3 separate regions of the Gossypium hirsutum genome follow, and all the other regions are linked to region 3. Evidence: chromatin contacts called from public Hi-C data. All regions are on one chromosome and are shown on one strand. The core of a region is the stretch at or near the end of the contact, and the rest is flanking DNA. Distances in the headings are between cores, read along the strand shown. Region 1 holds the start of LOC107887565. Region 2 holds the start of LOC107886049 (ATP-dependent zinc metalloprotease FTSH 7, chloroplastic). Region 3 holds the start of LOC121224640 (acyl-coenzyme A thioesterase 13).

What was found. A called contact is a pair of places that touch in the nucleus more often than the background predicts.
Region 1: a Hi-C map of leaf shows a contact between it and region 3, with 2.5 times the contacts expected there. The contact joins the promoter of LOC107887565 here to the promoter of LOC121224640 in region 3. A contact is called at or near these places in 7 of 34 Hi-C or Micro-C datasets (leaf and petal).
Region 2: a Hi-C map of leaf shows a contact between it and region 3, with 2.5 times the contacts expected there. The contact joins the promoter of LOC107886049 here to the promoter of LOC121224640 in region 3. A contact is called at or near these places in 2 of 34 Hi-C or Micro-C datasets (callus and leaf).

What each region holds. Positions count from the first base shown.
Region 1 is chrA03:10,593,106-10,598,020 of Gossypium_hirsutum_v2.1, reverse strand. It overlaps LOC107887565, which reads left to right and starts at 3,092. Exons shown (of 6, transcript XM_041108307.1): 1 at 3,092-4,680. The coding sequence starts at 3,540.
Region 2 is chrA03:10,622,654-10,627,756 of Gossypium_hirsutum_v2.1, reverse strand. It overlaps LOC107886049 (ATP-dependent zinc metalloprotease FTSH 7, chloroplastic), which reads right to left and starts at 3,840. Exons shown (of 13, transcript XM_041108320.1): 1 at 2,858-3,840; 2 at 2,356-2,421; 3 at 2,137-2,271; 4 at 1,963-2,028; 5 at 1,396-1,581; 6 at 1,217-1,303; 7 at 1,015-1,128; 8 at 772-896; 9 at 526-634; 10 at 1-27. The coding sequence starts at 3,724.
Region 3 is chrA03:10,382,589-10,387,485 of Gossypium_hirsutum_v2.1, reverse strand. LOC121224640 (acyl-coenzyme A thioesterase 13) reads right to left here and starts at 1,457. Exons shown (of 3, transcript XM_041108293.1): 1 at 1,124-1,457; 2 at 885-1,025; 3 at 1-310. The coding sequence starts at 1,315. The coding sequence ends at 140.

The DNA.
Region 1 (4,915 bases), core at 1,843-4,342, 210 kb before region 3:
TTAAAGCAAGTTTATGGAATTGTTTTGGTAAGTTGAACTATACTTATGCTCGTATAATACGAAAATGTATATAACTAGCTTGAATGTGTGCTAAGGGATTTAGAACGTGATAGTTGGATGAATGCATAAGTTATAGGTGAATGGATTAAAATAGTTTAGTTGATTACGGTGCCAATTGTGGCATATTGATTAGACATTTAGGAATACTTTATAAGTTATATTTTGAGCATGAAATGTGAATATTTGAGTAGGTATTGATGTTAGTAAAGCAATACATTATAGGTCTTTGAATAAGGTTGAGCCAAATTTGTACATTAGATGCTTTGTCCTGCACACACGGTTTGCCACATGGTTGGGTATATCACATGGTTGGTTGGTAGGGCCGTGTGCTATTGGTAATTTAGATGCATGAATGTTGACATGGTCTCAATCTCTCACATGGCCTAGCCACACGGCTATGAGAATGTTTGCAAAATTTTACAACTAGGTCCACACAACCACAGTTTTTTACGCGGCTTGACAAAACGGCCATGTGACCCTTGTTTACTGAAATTTTCATATATTTTATTAAGTTTACAATTAAGTCCCTATTTATTTTCAGGATGTTTTAAAAGCTTTCGTAAGCTCGTTTGGGACTCAGATTGATGTGTAAATCATTGCATACTTAAGTTATGAACATTTTAATGATTGTTTTGATTGCTAAATGTCGAATTTACATGTATTTATTCCATTATCTTCTATAGCATCGTGTAGTTTGAGTTCGACAACTGAACCGGGTATAGAGTGTTATAGAAGAGCTGCTACAAGATATTTCGTGAGGACGATGTTCTTTCCTTTGGAGGGCACTCTCTAAGGTTTGGCCTTTACTCCGAGAGAATCTAATTTGCTCTGTGGGAAATGTGGACAATATTCATTGTTGGAAGGATTTGTGAATTTCATATGTGGGACCTTTAATTCATTAGGTTCTGCCTCATTCTAATGTCAATCAAGACTGTTTGCTTAGTGAGATGATTACTGAGAGGGAACTTGGAATTTGAAGCTTTTTCGTATTTAGTTGCTGGAGGAGATTATTAGGCGTATTGTGAGTATTCCCCCACCACACATCTCTGTGGGTTGTGATAGGATTATTTGGCTCAAATTTTAACTGGCTTCTTCTCCCTTAAAAGTGCTTACTAGAGTTTACAGGAAAGATAATAGAGCTTGAGGGACGCGAAATATAATATTCTGTGGAATTTTCAAAGTTCCTAGAGAGTTAGATTCTTCATCAAGCTTGTTTTGAAACAACGCCTACTTATCAATGTGGAGTGAGTCAAGTGAGGTATAAGGCATAATAGTTCTTGTAGACTGTGTGGACATCATTTTGAGGATATCTTACATACCATCAGAGATTGCCCTACAACTAAGGAAATTTGGAAACAGGTTTTGTCAAATGAGTTGTGTGGGGTTTTTTTTGCAGGTAATCTTCATGAATGGGTTAAGTCTAATTTACTTAATCCTTCTAAACTAGCTATGGGCGAGGTTGTTTGGTTGAGCTTATTTGGTTTGATAGCCTGGAGAATATGGAAAAATCAGAACATTTTCATCTTCCATGGGTCTCTTTGAAAAGTAAGTGACATTGTTAAAAATTCATACACCTGGGTAGAACAGTTTGCTTCTTTTCATGGGAAGGATTTGTCTAGACAATAGACACCGAGGCCATTTATTCCTATACCGGAGAATTAGATTAAATTATGCACTGATGGTGCGGTGCAAGATATGTTTGGAATTGCTGCAGCTGGGGGAGTCCTAAGGTATGGAAATGAGGATTGGATTATGGGATATAATAGATTTTTGGGTGAATGTTCCGTCTTTGATGCTGAATTGTAGGTCATTTTCGATGGGTTGGCCCTTATCCAAGATAAACGATTTTAGGGCGTGATGATTCCAAAAGCTAGTTTGGAGGTGGTCAAGGCTATTCAGGATTTCTCTTTGGCAGATTCAAACTCTACCCTCATTAGAAGAATTAATCAACTCTTAGTGAATGTTGGACATTGGGTCATGCAATATATTCCTAGGGAGTTAAACGAAATTGCAAATTGTATGGCTAAATTGGCTTTTGATATAGGACAAAACTTGACGATGTTTGAAAAGACCCCAAAGGAGGCGTTAGCAATCTCTCCTATTGTCAAAACAAGTGTTAGCCTTGCTCAAAAGTCCTCTGTGTAGTTAGTTTGTCTTTAAGTTTGTTTTCTTTTCACAAAAAAAAAAAACATCATATACATATTTTTATTGATTTTTGTTAAAATAAAAGACTAAAGTACTCTTAGTTCATAATTTTTCTAACTGACTTGGTCTGGTTGACTTAATTTTCCTAATCGAATTTGTGTCTGGTTGACTTGTAACACAAACTCAATCAAGAACTAGACTAAAGTACCCTAAAATGATATAATTTAGTTTAATTAAAAAAAGATATTCTCATAATTTTCCTAATCGAATTGGTACTCGAGACATTAACTTAATTAGAGACTTAATTTTTTTGATAAAATGTTGAATGGTTACCATTAATAATACAAGAATAAAAACTAAATGACACATGTCCTAACCTATCAATCACCATTAAAAAGGTAATAGACCCTAATTAATGAGAAAGCTGAAAAGTGAAATATTTCCTAAAGGACTGCCATCGTTAAAAACAAAAAAAAATCCATTTCCTACTACCATAAATTAGAGACTTAATTAAAAGAATAGATATAGACAAACATATTATATATAAATATAGATATAGATGCAAGCATTATAGTACAACGAAGAAATAATAGTATAAAAATAAATAAGTAATTATTAAAGTAATTAAAAATAAAAATGATTCTGTTAAATAGATTTCAATTGTGTTGGGAAGGTGTATATTTTAGAACCAACACCTATTTAACTCTTCTAATGTATAATTTAAAGATTTAATTATTTTTCAAATGAAGTGAAGTTTTAATTAATTCAATTAAAAATTATATCTACGTATTTTCATTGCTAAAAGCCAAAAAGTGAACAAAACCAATTTAACTAGGGCTTTTATTCTTGGATAACCCCTTACCCTGCTTTTATTAAAAAGAAACGGGTGACACTCAAAATATTACAGGTAGGTTGAGTAAAATATTACCGATAATGATGCGATATTAACTGTCAGTTCTTCGTATACCTGTTTTCTATTTTGTCCTATATTGTCCCCATGAATCCAGGGAAGAAGAGAAAAAGAAATGGCAGAGAAAGCCCTAAATTGAAGGATCTAAGAAAGCTATCCACCAAAAAGAAGTTTTCTAAAAAAAAAAAACAAATCGAAAACCCCATGTCCAAAACCACTCCCTCACCCCCCCCTATTTTACTTCTTCCTGTTTTTTGCTAAAAAAAGAGAGAATTCTATTATGTTTGAAATGCATGTTTTAGCTGAAATCTTTAGTCATTTCCTTGATGTTTACTACGTATAATGGATTATTAGCACCCAATTTGTTTGTTTCTCTTATTGCTTTGTTTCTGAAGATAAATTAATATATATATTTTTTAAAAAAATGAGTATTGATGCAAAGGGTATCCAACTTTTTGTCTGGAGAATTATTAGATTTTCTGGAATTTGTTGCTATAAATTTGGACGAAAATACCCAGATGTTTCAGGGTTTTTGATCTTTGTTTTCCTTTTGTACATATTTTTCCCTCATGTTTTCTTGAATTTTATGTACATTTCCCCTATTATTGTCTGCACTGCTGTTTTTATCCGATTTTATTTCAAAACCAAGTATGCTGCATCCCGATGGCTAAAGAAAAAAGAGATTGCAGATGGAAAAGTTGTAAATACATCAAACGAGGCTTCATTGCGACTCCAGAAAAGTGTTCGACGAAATGCTCGAAAGGAAGTGCTAGAATGGGATGGAAAACATAGTGAGGAAAAAGACATGCTTTTTGTGAGAAGTACTTGTGATAGTCCGTCTAGTAAAACTAATTTCTTGGAAGAAAATTCCAAGGTTACCTTCGATAGGGTAGGAAGTTCTAGCAGTGAACATGGAGAGGGTTCCCCCCATGACGAAACTGGAAATCCGAATTTGGTCTTTGATAGTGAGACATCGAAACCTCATCGGGTGTTGGATGATAGCTTTCAAGGGTCATCAGGAACAGGTCCTCGTGCTCGTGCTCGTGCTCGTGGTGTCAACAGCTTGGAAGAAGCGAATGATGCTGGGAATAAGGCTACGAATCGTATGGATCTTGGGTTAACTGAGTTGGAAAGAAACAAAAGGCTGCAAAGTTTAATTGCCAAACGTAGAGCAAAAAAGTTGTTTAGAATGGCAATTGAGAAAAGCCTGATGGGTATCAATGGTATTCCTCCTTCTCAAATAGCTCCCATTCTAACCGCTAAAATCAACAATGGTGAGTTTTCAAGTCATCTTGATGAAGACGATTTACCGATGCCTGGTTCAGCCCCTTCCTTATTGTTGCCTAAACAGAATTCATTTGACCTTCCTTATGATCCACTTGAAGAAAAACCCAACCTTATGGCCGATAGTTTCCAACAAGAATTCATGCCAGCCAATCTCTTCTGCAGACACGAAAGCTTCCGTCAAGGACCTTTGTTTACATTTCCATCTTCTCAATATCCATATGGTGCCGAGTTTAACACGTATTATAGCGGTGAGAAAAGGCTTTTTGAATGGAAGCCAGGTAAGATCAAGTTAATAAATATATTTTTCATTGTTGAGATCTTTCTTTTATTTGGTTTTTCTGTTTAACGGATAGGCTGTAGAATTGATTGTTTCAAAGCTTTGAGGTACATAATCAAATGATTTAAGTCATTATTCTGTGGATAACAATTGTGAAGAAAGAATTTCCACAAGGCCCTGCCTAAAACTGTGTCCAAAAAGAGTACTTAAGAAAAACTTTTTAGACTAGAGGCAAG
Region 2 (5,103 bases), core at 2,591-5,090, 240 kb before region 3:
CAATTTGGCAGTTTTCTTCTCTATGCCCTATGAAATATCATTCTTTTCGTCACTCAATTTCAGTTTAGTATTTTCTCATAATTCTTTAGTAAAATTACACATCTTGTGAGACAAATGTCTAAGAGGAATTATGTAAATCACAGTAGATTGGAGAATATCCTTTATCCCTAAGGATAGTCTCATTAGAAAGTGCAAAAAGCAATATAAAAGGATTGCACAAAAACTCCATTTTTTTTTTTTTTTGCCCTCAAATATCTGTGTTTTGTGATAAAGTAATTCAAAACATGAATGGTACAAAGTAAAACCAAGAATCAAAGCCAATAACTAGACTGAGAAGATTGCATAGCATCATTGGCTATGGGAGTAATAATTAAAATTAACTTTCAAGGCAAGGGAAAATGTGAAGAAAAATGTTTAAAAACATTGGAGATGGAAACAGCTGAAACCAATGGATGTAATATAAGGAGTCACAATAGAAAACTGTAACAAATAAACAAAACAATGATCAAAGAGAGAGAGACTTACAGCTATTGATCGTTCTACTGCCTGAATGAAATCAATCCTCTCTACAACAACTTTATTATTTCTTCCAGCGAGTAAGGCTGCTTCATTTACCAGATTTGCAAGATCAGCCCTGCGAAATGAAAAAAAGAAAATTCGTTAAGTCATCCCCACATCATCAACAAGTAGAAATTTATGAAGAGGAAAGGAAGCTGAAGAGGAGATTGGGAAGCAGTGTACTTAAATATGACAATGTAAAAGAGAAAATACCCAGTAAAACCAGTAGTCATAGAGGCAATGTCACCAAGATCAACATCATCTCCAAGGGGAAGTTCCTTCTTGGAGGCATGCACTTTTATAATAGCTTCTCTTCCAATCCTGTCAGGAGTCTCTACCTGGAAACCATTCCAGACATAATCTCCATGAGATACGAGTTAAGCAAAAAGGAACTGGTTGATATGGCAGATTCCAACATTCTGCAAGTTCAATTGAAATATAGTGCATGATACAAACCATAACAATACGATCAAATCTCCCTGGTCGACGAAGGGCAGGATCCAAGACATCAGAACGGTTTGTAGCTCCAAGAACAATCACAGCGGAATTGCTGTCAAATCCATCCATCTCCTGCAATGTAGTTCAGAAATGTTAGCTTCAAAGGGGAACGGCCAAGAGGTCCACATGAGCAGAAAAACTATGATGCAGGGAACGTTACAGTGAGTAATTGGTTCAAAGTTTGCTCCCGTTCGTCATTGCTAACAATGCGAAATTTACCATCGCGACTTTTAGCCACGGCATCTATCTGTGTGCAAGGAAAGGTGTTACAAAACTCTACTGTACAAAAAAGAGGTTAAACATATTGTTCCAACAAAATTATAATGCTCACAGGCTGACCTCATCAATAAAAATTATTGATGGTGCCTCCTTCTTAGCTCGTGCAAAGAGATCTCTAACTCGTGATGCACCCATGCCAACATACAACTCTACAAACTCACTTGCAGAACAACTTATGAATGGAACTTCGGCCTCACCAGCCACAGCTTTTGCTAGAAGAGTCTTGCCTGTCCCAGGAAGACCCACCTGCATCACAAATAAAATCATAAATACTGACTATAGTTTTCAGAAAAGAGGTAACCATGCAAGGAAACCATCATATAACACTAGCATCTGAGAACTAAGTGGAGACAGTGAACACGCTGAATTCCATCTGAAACTTTGTGAACTTATCTTGACAAGAATGACAAGTAGAAAGCTTTAGAGGACCAAAAGCTTTTGATGAAGATATTCTAAGAGTAAGAGACAGAAGTAGCAAACTTAATGCCAGAATTTTCAGATATTAATGAAGTTTTTCACATAGGCCCTGACTTCTTAGACCAAAAGCTTCTTCAACAGCATCAAATATAGTTTCAGCTAATTTTTTCAGAAAGCCCATCATGCTTAATGTCCCTAGTATCAACTCACCAGGAGAACTCCTCGTGGAGGACGAGCACCAAGCCGTATATACCTGTCTGGATTCCTAAGAAATTCCTGGGCAGTAAACATAAGAATATAAAGACAATACTAGAACTTCAAGGGAGCATTCACTGCAAATATCAATTACTGGTAGCATATTAAGTGGAATAATATTTAAAATACCACAATTTCTTCAAGTTCCTCCTTTGCCTCATCAACACCAGCCACATCAGCGAAAGTTATTGTTTCACCTTGTTCAGAGGCTTTTGAACCCCCAGAACTCCTTGTCTTGCGATTCCTAATCTGACCAGCTGTATGCTGCATATATGCATGATTCAAATCAGAACTATCAGTACTACAAAAACATTAATGTACTCAAAGAGCTTACAAGCAAATTCAAACCTGAGAAAAATTCACAGGGAACCGATGGAGAAGTCCCGCAAGAACAGCAACATAGAACAAAGCTATCTGCAAAAGAGAGGAAGTCAAATAAAAAATCCACAGACGTATACAAACACATGATTTAGAAAGAACCAAATGAACGGAGTAACTGAAGGTATTCTTGTCCCAAATTATAACCAATCATAGTCCACCAACTACAACCTCTACATTCCTGCCACCTGAAGAGGAAATAGATTACCCAATAATAGAGGGCCCATCAGATCACTCTTTGAGATTCCTAGTCCAAAGAAGGCAAGAGAAGATCCTCTCCTCTCCTAGATTACATACTTCAATCAGGCAGCCTACCACAAAAAAACTGCTACCCCCAACAAAACCATTACCATTCAACTGGTTAACTCATTAAGAACTCTAACAAAAGCTTCTTCTTTTTTTTTTTAAAAAAAAAGAAGCAATTAATCTAGTTTCATTCAAATCATGACAACAAACAAAAAACACAACTTACCAATGCAGAGTTGAAGAATCCACCAGATGGCTTATCGGGAGACCCGAACTCCACATCGTTTTCCAGCATCTTCTCATATGGAGTCTTAATATCACTAGGCCGAGTTGTTGTATATACAATTCGCTTTGTAGGCGCCACACTCCTCAACAAGGACTCCGACTCCTGAAACTTACCAATTTCACTCTCTTGAACGCTCCCTTCGTTCTTCAGTTTGAACATTACATGAACTCCATCAACCTCCACCTTTTGAACCTGATTACTATTAATCTTATTCAAAAACTCGCTGTAAGGAACGCTGACAAAAGTCGTCGGGATCCTAGGCTCGGACCCGGGCAACGGAATCCCGGGTCGGAGCAGTCGCATAACGAACATAACAACACCCAACTGTAAAAGCAAAACACCAATTTCTTGAGCTTGAACTATCGGTTGCCACTGCCATTTCTTTCCTTTGGACCTCCACAACCCGCTTCTTCCACCCTTTTCTCCTCTCTGATTAGTCGAACCCCCCGAATTTGACGGACTCTGTTTCTGCGTCACTCCTTGCCCACCTTCGCTTTCATTTTTCTCGCCGGAGCTCGCCTTCGAATCGCTGCTGTCCGTACAATTAGCCAAAATTTTGCTCTCTTTGAACCTTAATTTACCTCTTCCGTAAAGATTTAATCTCTCGTGGTTTCCCACAACGGCGACGTTCTTTAGGGTGGAAGTGATAGAATTGGGGAAGAAACGGTTCGTTTTTTGTTGCAAAACCCTAAACCGAATGGCTTTGAAGTTTAATCCATGTAGATAAAGAAGATTAGAGTAAGAATTTGTGCTGAATTTACCGTGGAATGTTATCGTCGCCGGTCGTAGAAATTCAGTAGATAACATTGCCGGAAACCTAAAAAAATCAGGAATAATCTTTTTTTCAAAATATAAATTAAAAATAGGATGATTTATATGTTCGTTTTAGTTAGCGTTTTTATCTGCAAAAAGTCGTAGAGATAGAGACACGATAATAGAGCATTAGCGAAAGATATTATTATGGGAGAATTTGAGCCGTTGGATTAGAGAAAAATCATTGAGTCTTCGTTTCATCAGGAGCAAAAGGGACAAAGATTAGGGGATTAACTGCACCAAACGTCCTTAAATTACTATCTAAATTTTAAATTTGTCCTTGAATTTTAAAATCCTTTATTTGTGATCTTGAAGTATTAATATTATAACAATCATGTCTTTTAGTTAATATACACATCAATTTTGGCATTAAATTCCAATATGAATATGACTATATCATATTTAAAATAGGTAAATCAAATTATAAATATATTTAGAAAATTTTTATTTGATAATTTTAAAAATAAATGCATAGTCTTCTTAAATTTTATTAACATGTGTGCATCCAATGCATTGACAATTTTGATTAAATGTGATAGGTACATAATTTTTCAATTCGATCCATATGTTTTAAGATACTCTATGTTGAAGCTGAATTAGTATTTAATTAATGGTTAGGCTAAAAAAAAGCTTTGATTATACAATACTTATCCTTTAAAGGCTCAATTAGAATATTTTGAAATTTAAAGATCAATTTAGATTTTGAGCAATAGTTTGAGGATATTTGATGGAATTAACCCTTGGCGTTTGGAGGATTACATAGAAGTTTGTGACGTGTGATTAAGATTGAGCGGCGACCACATGTTTGGAACTGATTGGTAGCCACATGCTTGGTTACATTAGGGCCTTAGCTTTGGATTTTTTACGTTTTTATGGGCTTTAATTTGGGCTATTTTGTCTTGCCCAAATAATGGGCTATTTTGCGTGCATCCTTTTACGAGTAATTTGTAATTTTTTTAAGATTTTCAGGTGATTTTTTTCTTTTTTGAAATATCTTATATCTATTTTCTTGATACAATACTTAAAACTATTCATATTCCCTCCTCAATTCATAAATAAGTAAGAGGATAATATACTTCAGCGCAATCTAACCCACGTCCTCTTGTTTTGACAACAATGCTCATACCAATCGAGTTAAAACGCAATTGACTTCATATAGGTTTTAATTGTATAGTCAAATAATAATATTAAAATGAATTCAAGTAGAGGGCACTTAAGTAACGTATTAGACACAATTGTGTTGTATTAGTTGTAAACCTTCTTTGTTAAAGAATGGTTTGATTTACAAAAAATCATTTTTAAAAATAATTTTTTTTTTGAAAATGTTCTTATGTGTCACAATTTAATTATTAGTTAGTCGATGTGGATTGTCT
Region 3 (4,897 bases), core at 208-2,707:
ATTTACATATCTTTCTCATATAAGATTTTGCATATAATATATCGGATTGGCATCCAACAAGTTACAATAACTCATATCACATGCCATGCTTCCAAGAAAGCATTGACTTTAGTAAAATAGTACGGCATCTAGCACTGGACTAGAGTTTGCTAGATTGATTACCAAACAAGAGTTTGCTAGATTCATTACCATACAAGGAATGACGACCTTCGGCAATTAACTCCCCTGTTGCTTTGTTTCTGATATGAACAAGTGTTCCTGCATATCCTCCTCTTTCTCCTAATGCCTTTGAGGTAATCTCTAACTCATCCTGCAAACCGGATTACAATCCTATTAAAACAACCACTAATTCTTCTTATCTGAATCCACAATATCTACGTAAAAAAGTTTGGATATCTACAAATATCCGAATCTGTATTATCCATTGTCATCCCTAGCTAAACCTAAAGTGATTCACCCAAAAACTCATTTAGCAAACCTAATGATATAAATCCCATATGACCAAACTTGAAACAACCCAAACTCAAAATGATCTAAAATCGAAAGTAGTCAAAATACCCTATTAGAAACCTCTCGAATTCATCCAATCCAAAAACCAAAACAACCCGCTTTAGATAGATCCAATCTCACATCCTCTTTTACAACTTTTAACCAGCATACCTTTCTATTATTCCCAAGTCGGATAGTGAAAAACTCAATCTGACTTAAGTTCATGATCAAATTGGCAAACACAGAAATCAAGAAATAAGTAACAGAGTTGGATTACTTTCTGAAAACATTCAAATGCACTACTATAAGAAATTATTAGTACTAAATCCAAAGCAACTCACAACATTAAAAGCCCTAGAAATTCTTGATTGAATTCATGAAAAAAGATTACTTACACCGAGCTTAGCAGTTCCCAGAAACGAAATGGACATATCCACTGAAACTTTCATAGGAACACCAATGACAAAGACCGCTGACCCACCGACTTCATCCACAATATTCGCAATTGCGCCCGTTGCTAAATTTCCATTTTTATCCTGCCAAAGTTCATTTATTCAACAAAAACAAAATCAAACTCAAATCATATTATTCTAATTCAACAGAATCTTAGATCGGGGGTTTTTGGAAAGCTTACGGTGAGGCGAGGAGGAACTTTGAAAGTGCAGGAAACGAAGCCAGGCTCAACCTTGTCGACACGGATGCCGCGTAAGCCGAAATCATTGTAGAAGCTACGCTCGTAACCGACTCGGTGGGGGTGAATAGTGAGTCGTGACACTGTATCCTCTGCTTCTTTGTCTAGTTGCAGGAGTTCCTTCACCTTTTCCATGTCTGATTTCCCTTAGATCTCGTGCTGAGATTGTGAGAACTGAATACCTGGAGATTCAACAGTTAAAACTTAAAAAGTCGTTGCTCTGTTACCTGTAATTCAATTGGGGCTGGGTCAGTCGGATTGGACTTCATTTTTGTCCTTTATGCTGGTTTTTCAAGTCTTTTAAGCTTAAGTACTAGATTGGGCCAAGAGAAAACAACTTACCATTTACCAAATACTAATATGAGTCTAAGAAATTTTTGAATATATTAATATAGATTTTATTGTTGGAATTTTTCATTTTTTTTATTATTTATAAGATTTATGACTTTAATTTTACTAAAATATTTGGTTAAATAAATTTATTTTATAAAAAAATTTATCGTACTTATAAATAAGAATTTTAATTCTATTAAAAATTTTGTTAAATAATAAATAAATGTTTTAAAATTCATATATTTAAATTATTATATTTCCATTAACTAAAAAAATAAAAATAGAAAATTATATTACTTTTATTTTAAAATGATTTTTTAATTATTTATATAATAAATAATTTATTTTATATAATCTAATTTAAAATATTATAATTTATATTATCTATCAACTATTATGGTCAATTTATTGACTATTAATATAAGAAAATTTTGAACAGTGTCGTACAAATGTTTCAATAATAATTGGGATTTTTTTTATTAACATCATTTTTGAATCAAAATAACTTTTATTATTTTGAATAATTTTATTTTCTATTAATTATGTGAAACAAAATTATATTCAACACTGAATATAATCAATATTCTTAATTATGATTTGATTTTTATAATGAATTATATATAAATATCTTTATAAATACAAATTTTTAAAGGCTTAATATATTATTTGGTACGTAAATTTGATACTTTTATTCTAAAGTAGTACCTATATTTTTTGAGATTTATTGTGGTACTTATATTTGATAAAAATTATACATCAATAAATAAAAAGTAATGATATTAATTTATTAATATTTAATTTAAAATTTAAAATTAATTTAATTAAAATTCATAATTAATTAACAATAATAACAATTAACTCTCTTCAAAATCCTAAAATTCAAAAAAAAAATCACAACCACCAATGAATTCCTTGAAAAAGAGGAATAAACCTATATAAAAAAATGTTATAAAAAGTCAATGCAATGTTATAAAGTTAATTCTGCAGTTTCTACTTCATGAAAAATCTGCGAATGAAGCTTGGGTTATCTCAGATGGCTTCAGCCGCCTGGAAAGATCAGTAGACTGTAATTAATAAATTAGACACAATATTTGTATTTATTTGATAATCAACTATTTTTGGATCTAAAAAATTATATATTAATTTAATATTTTTTAACTTGGTATTTATTCTTTTTACCGCGTGACAAAATGTAAGATTGTATATCAATTATTGGTTGTCAATGTCACATCAACATATTTTAATAATGTTACTTAGGTATTTAAAAATGGTATCGAGTTGCTTTACGATTTTCAAGTTTAGGTACCAATTAGGTCAAAAAAAAGTTTAGATGCTAAATAGGTATAAGTTACCCAAGTCTAGGTACCTTTATATATATTAAACTTTAAAAAAATTCACAATTAACACTAAATGTATTATATTAACAAAAGGGTAAACTACCAAAATAGTCACTTTTGTTTACCTTAGGTTACATTTTAGTCACTTATGTTTGTAACAACCCGTTTTTAGGGTTAATTGGAACAGTGGTTTTGGGACCACAATCCGACATTAAAAAAATTATTTTATTATTATTTTAATATTTACAACATGATATTAGCGTTGTGTGAAATTTTCGTAAATAAATTTTATTGTTTAAGTGATTAATTCGGTAAAAATGACTAAATCACGTAAAGTGTAAAAGTTGTGTTCTATAAGCTAAATGTGTCAAATAGCTATAGAACTTAAAAGTGAAGGTCCTTATGTGGTAAATAGCCCATTTATGAGATAGTGGATGATAGTGGAGCGGCAATTTGTATAATTACTAATGTTTTTAAAGGTTAATTAAGTAAATAGTTAATAAAGGGTAATATTAATAAAACAAAAGCCAAATATAATCATCTTTCATCCATTTTACAACCGAATATAGGGTTTATAACAGCCATGGATGAGCTTGATATTTGGCCATGGCGTTTTTGCTCAAATAGGTACGGTTTTAGCTCCGTTTTTAATAATTTCTACGTTTTTAAGATTGTTGTAGCTTAGTCTAGCTAACCCGGGGACTAATTTGAGAAACTGTTAAAGATTTTATGAGATTCCATTGATGAATATTCATGCTTTTTGATGATTTTTGATGAAATATGTAAGTTAGATGATAGTTTTACATATTTTACAAAGTGATTTTAAGTAAAAATGTAAATTATGGGCTAATTTGTGAAATTATGAAATTATGTAGTTAAAAGTGTGATTATTTGGAAAATTTGAGCTACTAAGGCAATAAGAAGAATTCGGCTAAGCATGGGTATGATGAAATTGCATGCAATTGTGATTTTATGTGATAAGGACTAAATTGCAAAAATGTGAAATAAAAGGGGCAAAAGTGTAATTTTGCCAAAATATGTAAATTGTGTTAAATTGAATGAATTAATGATTAAATAAGTAAATTTGTTATTATAGAGATTGAGAAAAATAAGATTCGGATCTAGAATGGGAGAAAACAAAGTATCAGACTAGTCAATCTGTTCTGTCGTTTTAACGATCGAGGTAAGTTCGTATGCAATAAGAATTATTGTATTTATGGTTTTAATGCTTTGATATCATATAAATTGTATATACGTGACAGTTGTTATGTTTGATGACATATCGGCTAAATATGGCACTTAGTGTGCGGTTCGGTATAGCTTCGGCTAAATTTGGCACTTAGTGTGTGATTTGAGATAGCTTTGGCTATGTACAGCACATAATGTGTGGGACATCAAATATAGCACTTAGTGTGCGAAATATTGAGAATGGCACTTAGTGTGTAAGATATTGAGAATGGCACTTAGTGTGTGAGATATTGAGAATGGCACTTAGTGTGCAAAATATCGAATGATTCAACGAGCATAGTTAAGACAAGAATGAAAGTACGATTGAAATAAGTAATACAGGTACGTACAGAACCTATGTGAGAATCGAATGAAAGTAAATTGGTGAGTTCATATTGTATTATGTAATTAAATAAGAAAAAATTGTGTATAAGTATGTTTCATGTCAAAATGTGTTTATTTGACTATAATGAAGCATGTACTAAATGTTATGTGAGATATGAATTATAGTTGTTTTAATTAAATATACATATGGAAATCAACTAATAAGACCATAACCGGGTTATGGCACGTGAAAGATAGACCACGGCAGGGCCTTGGCAATGTATGTGTAAGACCATAGTTGGACTATGGCATCGGAAAATCGATGAATTTGTATCATAAGCACTTATAAACCAGAGAGGTTTGATAAGAGTATAGGTGATAAATAGAAAGGTATCAGTACAGGTATGTACAAAAAACTACTCAAGTATCGAGTTATATGAAGTTGAGAACTTGCGAATGAAGAACATGAACAATTTGATGTTAGCTCATGAATTGA